Linked DNA regions of Mus musculus: region 1 is linked to region 2. The links are chromatin contacts, called in public Hi-C maps. All regions are on one chromosome and are shown on one strand. Each heading gives the region's core, a stretch centred on a gene start, on an enhancer-like site or on the middle of the called end of the contact. The rest is flanking DNA. Distances are from core to core; before and after follow the strand shown. Region 1 holds the start of Dclk3 (doublecortin-like kinase 3). Region 2 overlaps Gm51693 (a long non-coding RNA gene).

Region 1 (6,308 bases), core at 1,662-4,161, 33 kb after region 2:
CTTCCAGGAAACATCTCCAAGCCCCTCCTCAACAAAGATAATTAGAATACATATGCTGGGTGGGGGTCTTCTTTCTCTGGAGAAGGCAGATCCTGAGACACGCCACGGTGAGGAGTGTTTCTGGGTAAGGCCTTGCTGCTTTTGAAAGACTTGCAAGTAGAGAGACCCAGTGTTGAATTGAGAACCCTTTTGATCACTCTCTCATACTATTTATTGGGGCAGAGTCTCTTGAACCCAGAACTTAGCTGGACAATATGGCCGGTTATGTAATCTAGCTTCCCCTGAAGATCCCCCAATCTCTGCCTCTGAAACTGGGAGGGTGAGTTGTGATTCCAGCCTGGTACTGAAGTAGGATCTGGAGATCCAAACTCTAGCGCCCAGCCCTGTGTGGCCAGTGTTCTAACCACTGAGTGGCCCCCCTCAACCCCTACTCCAGCCCCCTAAGAGATTTCCTTAGACATCCTTAAACGCCTTTGACTCTTCTGCTTAACTGGAGCTATGAGTGAGCTTACTTCCTGGAGACCAAAGTAGCCCTATGCCTTGGACAGGCTCCATGGCCACTGTTGCACTCCCTTGAGCTATGCCAAATTATCTTTAGTTCAGTGGCTTACTGTGAGCATGGAGTTCCTTCTTAGACCTCTATTTTGCATTTAAATGACTGCCTAGATCTGTATTCAATGTTTGTTTGTTTGTTTGTTTGTTTGTTTTGTGTGTGTGTGAAAAATATTTTACTTTGAAGAACTGGCAAAAATATCATTTCTTAGGTAATAGGACTGTAGCAGCTTAGATATACAAGGAAGCATTCTCTTTTAAAAAGGGAAATATACTATTGGCGTAGCTTTGCACTGTCATGTGGGACCCCAACCTCTATTTTATTGGTCTATAATATTTTGGGCTTGTCTTAAAATTTTAAGGCAACCATTTAATCCAAGAAGGCTCCAGTATTGTGGGACACCATATTAGCTAGCTTTTGCTGCAATAATCTTGAGGGACACAATAGCTCAGAACGTAATTGTTTGTAACTATGGGCATTTATCTCTGTCACTTCTAGGTCTCCAGTCCTATGGAGTAGCTCTAAAATCAGGTCAAATGTTAGCTGTAGGTTGATGCTGAGGCCTGATTCATGTTTCTCCATGTTCTCCTTGGCCAGGAGGAGCAGATCCTAGGGAGTGAGTCCAGGAGGATACACATCCAATAGCACCCCATTGGTCATTTAAGAAAGATGGCCACAATGACAGACATGATGCAGAGAAATACTGTGGTTTGAAGGGACAAAGGGTGTGGTTGTGATTTGGATCTTGGATCTTCCCCAGAAGCCTAGGGGTTGAAGGCCTACTCTCTAGCCTGTGGTGGCAGGCCATTTGGGTATGCCAATTAGTGGGAGGAAGTTAGGTCACTGGCATCACACCCTTGAAGTGATACCGGGGCCCCAGCACTTTCTTGTCTTTGCTTCTTGGCCGTCAAGATCTAATAAATAAATCTCTTCCTTCTTGTGTTCTTGTCATGACATGCTGCACCACCACCAGGGCCAAGCAAGCATGAATTGAAACCTCTGAGACTATGATCCAAACAAATATTTCTTCCATTTAAAGCATGAACTCAGGGAGCTAGGGAGATGGCTTAGTGCTTAAGAGTACTCCCTTGTGTTGGAGAGGACTTGAATTTGGTTCTCAGACCCACAAGAGATGGCTCACAAGTTGGTTGTTATAACTCAGGCTCCAGGGGCTTGGACATCCTCTGCAAAAATCTGTGGGCACCTACACCAATGTGCACCTCCCAACACATACTTGTGCACATAATTTAAAATAATAAAAAATAATTTAAAAAATTGGCTACTGGTTAGCTTATGTGTTTTGTCACAGTAATGAGACTATCTAATACAGGTAGGTGGTCTAAGTCTATTAAAAGATGGAACGAGAAATTACTCCTGTAATCTAACATACTATAGATACCATATTTGAATGCCAGGTGAGGCAGGAGGTGGAACGGGACCACGGAAAGCATCTATGAGCCTCAAAACCATTTTGAGAGTCTCACACAAAGCTTCCCAGTTATATTTCACTGGCCAAGACCTTTTCTTATTGGTTAGTTTTGGCACCAGGGCAGCTGGGAAATGCAGTCTTTATTGAGGGTTGCAATGTCTTCAGCTAAAATTGGTGTTCTGTTAATAAGGTGGGGGGGTTGTGAATATGTGAACAGTTAGTTTTCCCCACAGCATGCAGCAACGTGTGGGATAAATGCACTGTGGTGTGTTGTCTTGAGCTGAGAGCTCAAGACCCCTACTGCCGAGTGTGTTAAGCCAAACTACAGGGAAACGATGGTTATCCACCATCAGGTGTTGCTTGACTTCTGCCACACAAGGCAGGAGACTCAGCATCTGATCCCTAAAGCTCCGTCTATTTGACTCTCTTCCCCTCCTGGGTTGGAACCACTGTGTCCTAACTTTGATTCTGGGTGCAAAAAGAACGTTTTGGTGGCGTACCTACAGTTTGGCCTCTGTGCTGCAGGGAGAGGCAGGGTTGCTGGGGTTCCAGACCTCCTTGACTTGGGAGTCACCCACTGAGAGCACTGTAGAGCCTCAAGTCAAAACCAGTCCCCTAGTCCCTTAGCTGGAACAGCCTTGGCAGAGGGAATAGGGAAGGAAGGAGGGAAGGAAGGAGAGAGAAAGGAGGTAGGAAGGAGATATATGAGAGAGAGAGATATGAGAGAGAGAGATATGAGAGAGAGAGAGAGAGAGAGAGAGAGAGAGAGAGAGAGAGAGAGAGAGAAGAGATCCTGTGGGGTACTGGCTGTCCAGCTAGCTCTCCTGGAGCGCCCTGCTTGCTCAAGTTCACTGCCAACTCCACCGCCCCCGGGTGGCCTAGGGCGAGGCGGGGCGAGGCGGGGAGGGGCGGGGCGGGGCGGCGGCGGCAGCGCGGTTGTCAAGCTCGCGCTGAGGAGACTGTCCTTGCGCCGTGGCTGCCGCCAGCAGCAACCTAAAGGAAGAGGAGACCTGGATCGCTCTGTGCAGCGAGTAGTCCCGGCGCCTTCCTGCGCCCGCTTGGCCGCCGTCGGGCCACGTCCAAGAGCTGCCACCTGCAGCCAGGCCGCCAACCATGCCAGCCGCGCCGGTCCTGCGCCCGCCGCCGCCGCCAGCGACCCCCGCCCCGCCGGCACCCAGTCGCCCTGCGCCTCCCATTCCGGGTAAGTGCCCTCGGTGACTGTCGGGAACCCCACTCTGAGCGATGGGGCAGCAGAGGCAGACCCTACGGGGATGCACTGTGCAGGCATGTGTGCAGGCTTGCGATTTGAGTTCATGTGTGCTCTGCGTGAGTCTGTTGTGTGCATGTGTGTACTTGTGCAACCCCTCTACACAACGGGAAACTTGCTAGGGGGTGACACCAGCTTGAGCGGTTCCCCTCTGGGCAATCAGAACGCCATTCCTGGAAAAACATACTGGGCAGGTGCAGGAGGCTGCAGGAAGAGTCACCACAGAGGGAGCTGTCGTTGATTAATCTTCATGGGGGAGGCACTAGTCACCCAGAGACGTCCCTCATTCCATCCTTTTCTGAAAGAACCTCTGTTTTGAAGCTCTAGAGCTACCTCCTTGTCAAAGGTCATCCAAGAGTTGTGGAGAGGTTTACTGAACCCTGCTTTCCAGAGCGCTGTTTCTAGCCAGAGAGTCACAGAAGAACAAAGGGGGGTTAGAAAGAAACAGTACAGGCAGAGTGTTTGGGAATTAGCAGGCTAGATCAGAGCGGGAGAAATAGAACCATCAATTCATTTCAAATATAGCCCCACGTTTTCACTCCTTTCCACGTCTGGCTCTGGGGGCGAGGTGTGGTGGAGAAAGGATGAGGCAGCTCCCGGGCCGGGCAGAGGCGTCTGGGGACACCTTCCCAGAGTATGTGCCTGCTGGGAGTGGGGCTGAGAAGCTGTGGAGGGAATTAGGTTGTTACTTGCTCCATATAGTGAGTCATTTCTCTGCCTCACTCCTTCTGAGTCCAGACCATTCTCTGTCCTCTACTTGATGGTTGATAGCCGTCCAGTGGGAGCTAGGTCCCACTCTCAACCGCTCTTATAACATATGCTGGCATTAAGGAGACTGTTTTGGGGCCTGCAGAGGGGGGTCTGTTGGCTTTTACAGGGGTGATCTACTGGGGCTAGTGTTGGGCTAAGGATCACAGAGAAGCGAGGTTCCCAGAGCTCTAGGTAGGGACACGTTATTCCTGGGGGGGGGGGGGAGAAAGCAGAGCCCCAGGGAGGAAACAGGGCTGTGGAGTGCTGGTTTGTCTACTCCCAACTTCAGCAAAGCAAGTTCTCTGTGATAGTATTGTTAGCGCGATGCCACGGGAGGAAGGGCAAAGGGAGGCAGCTGTGATTTCTGAGTTATACTTACTGACCAGCTCTCTCTCCACAGTCCTATTGTGGCACATTAGAGCCCCGAGTACTTGGCTCTGAGCTGTAAGTCACCCCCTACCTCCACTGGAGGCTGACCTTTGCGCTGCTCAGCTGTTACATGTTCAGAGCAAGGACTGGCTGTAAGTGCACATCTCTCTGGGGCAGCCCCTGACTGACAACTAATGGGTCTTGAGGAGAACATTAGTTAGCTCACCTCCTAGGCTCCTCACTAGGACACTGAGTGAGGCGTGATGTTCTTTGTTTATCATTAAGTTTCTTTGTCATTACATGGTTAACTCCCAAGGATCTTTGAGGGTCTTGCTTCCCTCACTCGGCTTGCTTTTGGGTCTTAGCTGGCTTCTGCAGTTCTCAACCACTCTTTCCTGTGAACAACAATGAATACACTCACTCCCTGTCATAGGGATTCCTCCTTGGGGTCTGATTCTGAGAAACAACAGCAAAACCAACCAACCAACCAACCAACCAACCAACCAACCAACTAACCAGCCAACCAACCAACCAACCAACCAAGGAAACAAACCACAGAACATGGAATCATTTCCCTCCTATTCTAGTTTGCTCTTCTTTGCTGTCATAAACACCATGGCCAGAAGCAGCTTGGGAAGGAAAGGGTCTATTTTAGCTTATAGGTTACAGTCCGCTATGACAGGGAATCAGGACAGGAACTCAGGGCAAGAACCTGTGGACAAGCAGAAGCAGGGGTCACAGAGGAATGCTGCTTAGTGGTTTGTCCCTATGTCTTGGTCTTATATAACCCAGGCTGACTTGTCCAGAGGTGGCACTGCCCACAATGAGCTGGGCCCTCCCACGTTAATCATTAATCAAGAAAATGCCCACAGACTTACTATTAGTCTTATGGAGGCATTTTCTCAATTGAAGGCCCCTTTTCCCAAATGACCCTGGTTTGTGTCAACTTGACCAAAATAACTAACCAGCACATGTCCCCCCTCCCTCCTTCCCTCCCTCCCTGATTTCTTTCCATGTTTGTTTTTGGGAGGAGGCTCTCATGTGAACTAGGCTGACTTTGAACTATATATGTACCGGAGGCTGGCCTTGAACTCATGATCCTTCTGCCTCCACTTCTCGAGTGCTGGGATTACAGATATGTGCCACCATGTCTGAGAGCCTTCTCACTCTTAGTGTGCTTCCTCCTCCCACTGTTCCTTACCAGCAGCATTGGTAGCAGCAGCAGTGGAAAGCCTGCTTCTTCTAGGTCGCCTTTAGGTGAATTCACAGTGCCTCATCTTGGCTCATGGTCTTGGTGCCCAGACCCAGGACTGGCAAACCTCAGCACCATGGCCTCATCAGTGTGCCTTTGGCACAGTGCTCAGAGTTCTGGGTGGGACAGCCCTTGGACTTGGTGCTCAGAGAAGCAAAAATAAAGTGGAGAGTTGTTCTGTTGTCCCAAGCTCTTATATCTCTGTGTGTGCATATGCATGCTTGTGTTTGTATGTGTGTGTATGCATACATGTATGTGTGTATGTGCATGCATGTGCCTGTGTGTGTGTGCATGTATATGTGGGTGAATGTGTATGCATGTTTGTATGTGTATGTATCTATGTATGTGTCCATGTGTGTGTGTCTATGTGTATATGCCTGTGTGTATGTATGAATGCATATGCATGTTTGTGTTTGTGTGTATACATCTGTGTATGTATGTGTGCCTGTGTGTGGGTCTATGTGTGTGCTTGTGTGTGTATGTGTGGTATGCATCTATCTATGTGTGTATATGCATGTGTGTGTGCCTGTGTGTACATGTATATGTATGTGTATGTGTGTTTGTGTGTGTGTGTGTAAAATCTTTCCATTGCCCAGTTCAGGGGAAATTTTTCCTTTCATGTTTCCCATAATGTTTCAGGCAAAAATAGTTTGCTTTTCTCGTTTATAAGAGCCTTAGTGTCTTCCTA
Region 2 (6,365 bases), core at 2,256-4,755:
CAACTGCCACTTATGGGCAGAGTCGTTCATGCTGGCTTGCACAGTCTCTTCCCAGTGACTATCACAAGCTCAGGAGGGAAGCCGCTGCTGCACCCACTGTACAGGTGCAGGTGGGGCCCAGAGAACCCTTCAAACCCGATGCTCAGCATTCCGTCTCCAGCCACTCCATGTAACTCTGGATCACGTGGATGCAGGGTGGAGATGTTCGTGAAGTTAAGCCAACCTTTCCTCCGTTTTCCATGCCACTGCCAGACCAGTGTCTTCCTGTCTTCAGTCTCCTTGGAGCAACGTCAGCATATTTCCAGTTCTCTCTTTCTCTCTCTCTCTCTCTGTGTGTGTGTGTGTGTCTGTATGTGTGTTAGTATGCACACATGCACATAGGTGTTTGATAAGGCTAGCATAGGATGTAGGATTCCTGGGACCCAGAGTTACAGGCAATTATGAGACACCTGACCTGGGAAATAGGAACCAAACATGAGTGTTCTGGAAGTACCATGCTCTTAACCACAGCCATTTCTCAGGCTCCTCTGGCTTTTTTTATGCTGTTCTTGCAGGTGCTAATGGGAGTGGAAGGACCTGTTTTCTCATGGACTCTACCCTGGAGCTCTGGTTACCTGTTCAGGTGCAGGATGAGCCCTTTACAGAGTCCATTTCTTTTTTTCTGTAGGAGAGCTCTGAGGTAAGCCCAGTGATGGATTCTGTCATCTAATATAGTCTAATATAACAGCATTGGGCACCTCCAAGGAATGGAAAGCATCACTCACTTGCGAAATCAGGTGACTTCACTAGGGGACATGGAACTATATGAGTCAGAGCTGGGCAAAACAGACTTCCTGGGGCTAAATGATGTCAGAAGATGCCAGTATAGAAGGCAGGATACGGTCTGTCATTCTGAGACTTTGTGGTCTTAAGGCCAAATATCAGGGTCCTTTCAGCCCAACGTGATGCCCTTGATCTGTTGTTCAGGCTCATCGGCACTCTGCTCTGAAGAACTCAGGTTAGCCAGTGCTCCAAGGCGACCTGCGCTTGCAACAGCTGTGCTTTCCCAGAATTCTAGTATTACTTCCATCAAGAGCTTTCCAAGGGGCTGGGAATGTAGCTCAGTTGGCAGAGCGCTGGACTGGCATATATGAAGCCCTGGGTTTGACCTCCAGTGCTGCATAAGACCAGATGTAGTAGTGCATGCTTGTAACCCCAGCGCTTGGGAGATAGAGGCAGGAGGATACGTTCAAGGTTATCCTCAGCTACACAGTGAATTAGACGTCACATTGACTAAGACTTTGTCCCCAAATAGACATTTCCAGGTTGACATTTTCAAAAAGGATTACTTATTTTTGGTGCGTGCATGTGTTGTTGCATGTCAGTTCATGCACTCCGTGAGTCCCTGGTGTCCACAGAGGCCAGAAGAAGGTATCAGACTCTTTGAGGTTACTGGAGTTACAGATGGTTGTAAGCCACCACATGGCATCTGGGAACTGAATCCAGGGCTTCTGGAAGAGCAGGCGGTGGTCTTAAACCACTGAGGCATCTCTCCAGCCACCCCCAACCCAACACGTAAACATTTTAAAGCAAAGTTAAGTCCTTTTAGAATATAAGTAGATCCTATTTAAACTGACAGGACACATGCACTGGAGGAGGCAGAACATAGCTCCTAGGCAAAGCTATAGAGTAGGTACAATACTTGTAGTCTGTCTGTCTGTCTGTCTGTCTGTCTCTGTGTTTCTGTACATGTATGCAGGGAACTGGGGCACACAGGAGGAAAGGGTGCATATGAGTGAATTTCTTGCCCATTCCTTTCCTTCTTTGCACTACTTTCAAAGTTTAAAAAATATGTATGCAGGCTGCCTGAGGGTGTCCAGATGGAACTAAAGCCACTGTAGCTAAGTCCAAACAAACCAGAGTCTGGGAATGTTTCTGAGACGCAGCCCTTGGCCAAGGAACGAACTCTGTTTCGTCTACCCTCGCTACTGGGGATATTTTAAAAAGAGAAGTGGGAGCATGCAACATGAAGGGATGGAAAAATTCGTTCGTCATCTTTGTGCTGACAGGAGTGGGTGTGTGTTGGAGGGTCATGCAGGCAGAGGGACATTCTGCTCATTGTTGGGTGGGATGTCTGTCCTTGGCTTAAGGGGAAGGATAGGGGCCTTCCTGCTCCGGCAGTTGCCCTAGTATCAGTAACCAGGGCCTCATTTAGCAAGTGTTGGGGTAAAGCAACTTCTCCCTTGTTGCCGCCCAGCTACAGACTGCCCTAAGTTACTCCATATTGTATCAAACTTTGCTCTCAGGCTGTGCCTTGCCTTGAGAGACTCCCTCTTACAAGCAGTATTTGACTCCATTTTGAATCTATATAAAGAGGTAGGGTGACTCTGCACCTCAGTGGCCATAAAAACAGCTCTATGTGACACACGCACAGTGTCAATGTCCAGCTCCAGCAGGATGGGTGGAGTCCGTGAAGATTGAGGAATCTGACCGCTGTTGTCTTTTTAATAAATGGCTTGAATAGCTCAAGCCATCGTTATTCACATAAGCTCTCAAGCATTCGAGCACCAGCAGTTTCAATTCTTTCCTCTTGAATCATTTCCTAGGAGTCATTAATGTTTAGCCATTTTGTTTCTCTTCCTCTTTTCCCACTCCTGTGTCGTCATTAATTGGCCTTTACCGCATATCTAAGCATCAGTGTACCTTGACTTCATATCTGAGCATGAACTTTCTATTGTAAGCCAAGTGATTCTATCTAGCCAGGCACACCTTCTTCGTACTGTACTTAGGCTGGCGACAGACATGTGGTTACAGAAATGGAAGACCAACCTCTGTGGTCAGTCTTCATCAATACGATGCTTTCATATATTTGTGGTCATCAGAAAGTATGATACCCTACATAGAACAATATTTTCCAGGTGCAAGTCTAATTTCTATGGCCCACATATCATTTTAGTGAGAGCAGTAGTTGTGGTCCTATTCTTTATACATTCTCAAAAGGGTAATGATTTAATACCTAACTCTTAACTGTTGGGAACAAGCTTCTATTCTTTCTGGCAGTCTCTGCTTGCTCTTTTACCTCCAAGGGATAGGAGATTTAGATTCCTGTGTTGATGTTTTTGACACTGGAGTGATGTCTGACTTTTTACATCCTTTATTTCTTCCTTATATGTCCTATCAGTTCTAATGTCATCTTTTAAGGAGCTATCTCCTAAGTTCTCAACAATCATCTCTTGTTTAGAACAGTTAAGTAAGCAAGAATCATTAATCTCAGCGAGTTCCTCTCGCTTACTCAAGATGACCGTAGAAGCAGTCAGGGCTGTCAGGGAGAACCAATTTCTGTTTTTTGAGGGAAAAAAAACAAAAACAAAAACAACCCCCCCCCAAAAAAAACTCCTGGTTCATCATAAATTCAGCCATAACCATGACTAACAAAGTGAAACTAAAAATTACCACAAGAGAAAACACAGCAAAAGCCAAGAGAGCCTGGAGCATGTGTGCCCCCTAGGATCGGTGTGGGCTCTGCAATATTGTTCCCACAGGTCCTGGCCAAGTAGACAGGGCTCTCCACCAGCCTCGCATTAAGGAGCTCCGTTTGCAAAACACTCATTGCAAAACACTCATGCGCCGTTTGTAGAGATTACCGCCTGGCTTTTCTACCACCACAAGGCACAGGGTGATAGATCGCCTACTTCTGAAAGTAAATGGGTGCCACTCTGTACATTTGTTAAGGTAGATTGATTGGTTATCCGCACATGGGCATATTAAAATTATACCAGAAAAATCAATTCCAAGAAGTCAGCAGGCACATCAGACGAAGGAACAGGTACAACGTGCTCCCCTGAACCCTTTAAGGAGAGACCACCACCACATGCCTGGTGTGTGTGTGTGTGTGTGTGTGTGTGTGTGTGTGTGAAGGAAACAACAGGCAGAGAACTCTCAACTCTCCTAGAGATTTCAGTCCGATGTTGTACTGCTGTTGATAATGACAGTCCTGTTCTGCATCTCCACCCAATCCTTAAGTTTGCCTCAACTCTGACCAAGCAGCCTGACTCGGTCTTGGAGGAGTGTCAGTGTGTCTTGGAAGTGGAAAGTTACCTGAGGGCGAAACTTGGAAGAAGTCCCCCTGGACACGTTAAAGTCTCATCATCTGCTAAGACTCGAGAAGTCCAACACAGAGGCTGGAGAGACGTCTCAGTGGTTGAGAGCACTTGTGGGAATACTGGGGTTCAGTTCTTAGCACCCACACGTGGCTCATAGCTCCCCATAACTTTAGTCCTAGAGGTTCTGATGTCCTCTTCTGGCTTCTGTGGGCAATGCACAAGTGCTATGTAAGCATGCCTGTGGGCAAAACCACTCCTAAACTAAAACAAAATAAATATATTTAAAGATAAAAATGTCAGTTTTAAAGAGAAAGAATCTCAACACAGCTTTAAGAATGCCTGCTGAAACCCTTTCTTCATCGCTAACTCTAAACTTAAGATTTTCTGGAGTTTCATCTCTTGTTGCACTACATAGACATGTCCCCAGTCCTTCCTGCAAACTTAGTTTTATCTCAGGTTATAATTCTATCCAAGATTTGCTTATACCATCACTTATGAGAGAGGTGTGTGTATGTGTGGGACTCTTAACACCATATGAGAGTCTGAGGCATGACTTGAGAACCACCAAGATGGCTCAAATGGCTTAGCCTAAGGACACCGAGATGCAATTCTTCTTTGATAAGTACACACACACACACACACACACACACACACACACACACACACACACACGTGTTTGCAATATTTTTTCCCTAAGTGTCTTTGTACTTTTAGTAAACTCCCACCCTGTTTTGAATGCCTTGCCTGAAATACTTTTTCTATGCTATGGCCAAACATCTAGTTTTCCCTGATTTGAGGTTCTGAGTTGAGGGAACTCCCAAGGCTTCTGTGGCTACAGAGCAGTATCTGACCGCCAACACCCCCCCCCCCACTTTCACCATCCCTGGCCCTGTTGAAGTCCCCATCCACCCACAGCATCCATCCTGCCTGCCCTTTAATGCTCCCTCGCTGGGCACCCGACTCCAAGAGGTATTTCCCAATCCCCAGGGGTAAATTCACCTCTTTCTGCCCTGGGGATGATGCTTTGCCGCCTCAGCCTCAGAGCCTCCAGGCCTCTGTTGTAGGATTTTGGGGCAGAAGATAGGATAGGGAACTGGAGTCTGGCTTGCTTCTTCCTGCCCTGAACTATCTAAAATAGCAGTAGCTCTGAATTTGCAGCCACATAAGTGGAAATTAAATCAAATGGACAACTTTGATTCCCTTTTGCATTATGCAGAACTTAAGTGTTCTGGAGACATGCGTCTGGTGGTCACATGCCAGACAACGAAGGTACAAAGTAGAGAGAACTCCCCCCCCCCCCTTACTGCTGGAGTCCTCATGGTCAGCTCCCGACTGTCTGACCCTACATTAAGCTCTAAGCTGGCTCATAACGAATATTTGTTGATGTATAGTTTCAGAAGGAGTAAGAGATCCTGAGGACATTTGTTCAATGAAAGCCTCAGGGTCCTTGGACCTGCTCCAAAGACTTCCAAAGGGAAGTTACAGCTGGCCCTAAGGGGCAGTGGCAGGGTGGAAACGAGGAAGGGCCAGGAGCCAAGCATCTGATGTTCATCATGTCTGCACGTTTGACAGAAGGCTGGGGGTTGAACAGTCACTATTTGAGATTTGAGACACATTTTCTCCTCTAGATGAGACACATTTTCGTTCACAGTTTCACACGGGATCAGAGCCAAGAGTGTGCACTTGAGTGAGAGCATCGGAGATTGTCATAATGTCTGAGGATTGCTGTTTCATTTATTCCTTATTTCTCTCTGCTCCCTTGCCCTGCCCAGCCAAACGGCATGGTTCCTGGGAGACCAGGACACCCTGGGCCGAGGTGACACGGATGCATATGGAGGGTACTCTACTGAGATAACGAGAAGAGGCCAATCAAGAGGAAAGAGCTGGGCTCCAGGTCGTTCCCCACCCGAGTCTGGGAAATCTTCAGCCATGTGTCAACCTGAACTTCAAATAGAGGCAGCTCAAGCAAACTGGTTTCCTGGGAAATCCAGGCTCCGGGTCCTCGTCTGTGTGTGGGAGGCGCTAAGCTGTGTCAGGCTCAAACCAAGAAGCACATCACGTCCCTTTCAAGATCTGCTGCCATCTCTATAAATGCTTCAGGGAATTAATATCACAAGATGGTTTTTAGGACTCCATGATATACCATTATGCATGCCATTCGCCACAGTTTTCTTATATATCCAGCAACTGGTAGACAGATGTTTTTATATATATATTGTGTGTGTGTGTGTTATGGTGAGTGTGGCAGTGGACATGAGTGTGCCAATGCTTGTGACACACTGA

What was found. A called contact is a pair of places that touch in the nucleus more often than the background predicts.
Region 1: a contact with region 2 is called in a Hi-C map of muscle stem cells, with 1.7 times the contacts expected there. The contact joins the promoter of Dclk3 here to the enhancer-like site in region 2. A contact is called at or near these places in 1 of 39 promoter capture datasets (maxillary cranial neural crest), 3 of 484 Hi-C or Micro-C datasets (the HL-1 cell line, cerebral cortex and muscle stem cells) and 1 of 115 datasets of contacts at active chromatin or transcription factors (embryonic stem cells).

The regions. Positions count from the first base shown.
Region 1 is chr9:111,436,170-111,442,477 of GRCm38.p6, forward strand. Dclk3 (doublecortin-like kinase 3) reads left to right here and starts at 2,912. Exons shown (of 5, transcript NM_172928.5): 1 at 2,912-3,183. The coding sequence starts at 3,096.
Region 2 is chr9:111,402,551-111,408,915 of GRCm38.p6, forward strand. It overlaps Gm51693 (a long non-coding RNA gene), which reads left to right. Exons shown (of 2, transcript XR_003948254.1): 2 at 1-3,892. Among named protein-coding and RNA genes, the nearest start is that of Gm51693, 4.1 kb to the left of the region's middle. Within about 2 kb of position 3,506, at least 5 of the 459 cell types and tissues checked have an H3K27ac peak or open chromatin away from gene starts, as enhancers often do. A contact at or near this core is called in muscle stem cells, where this site is marked.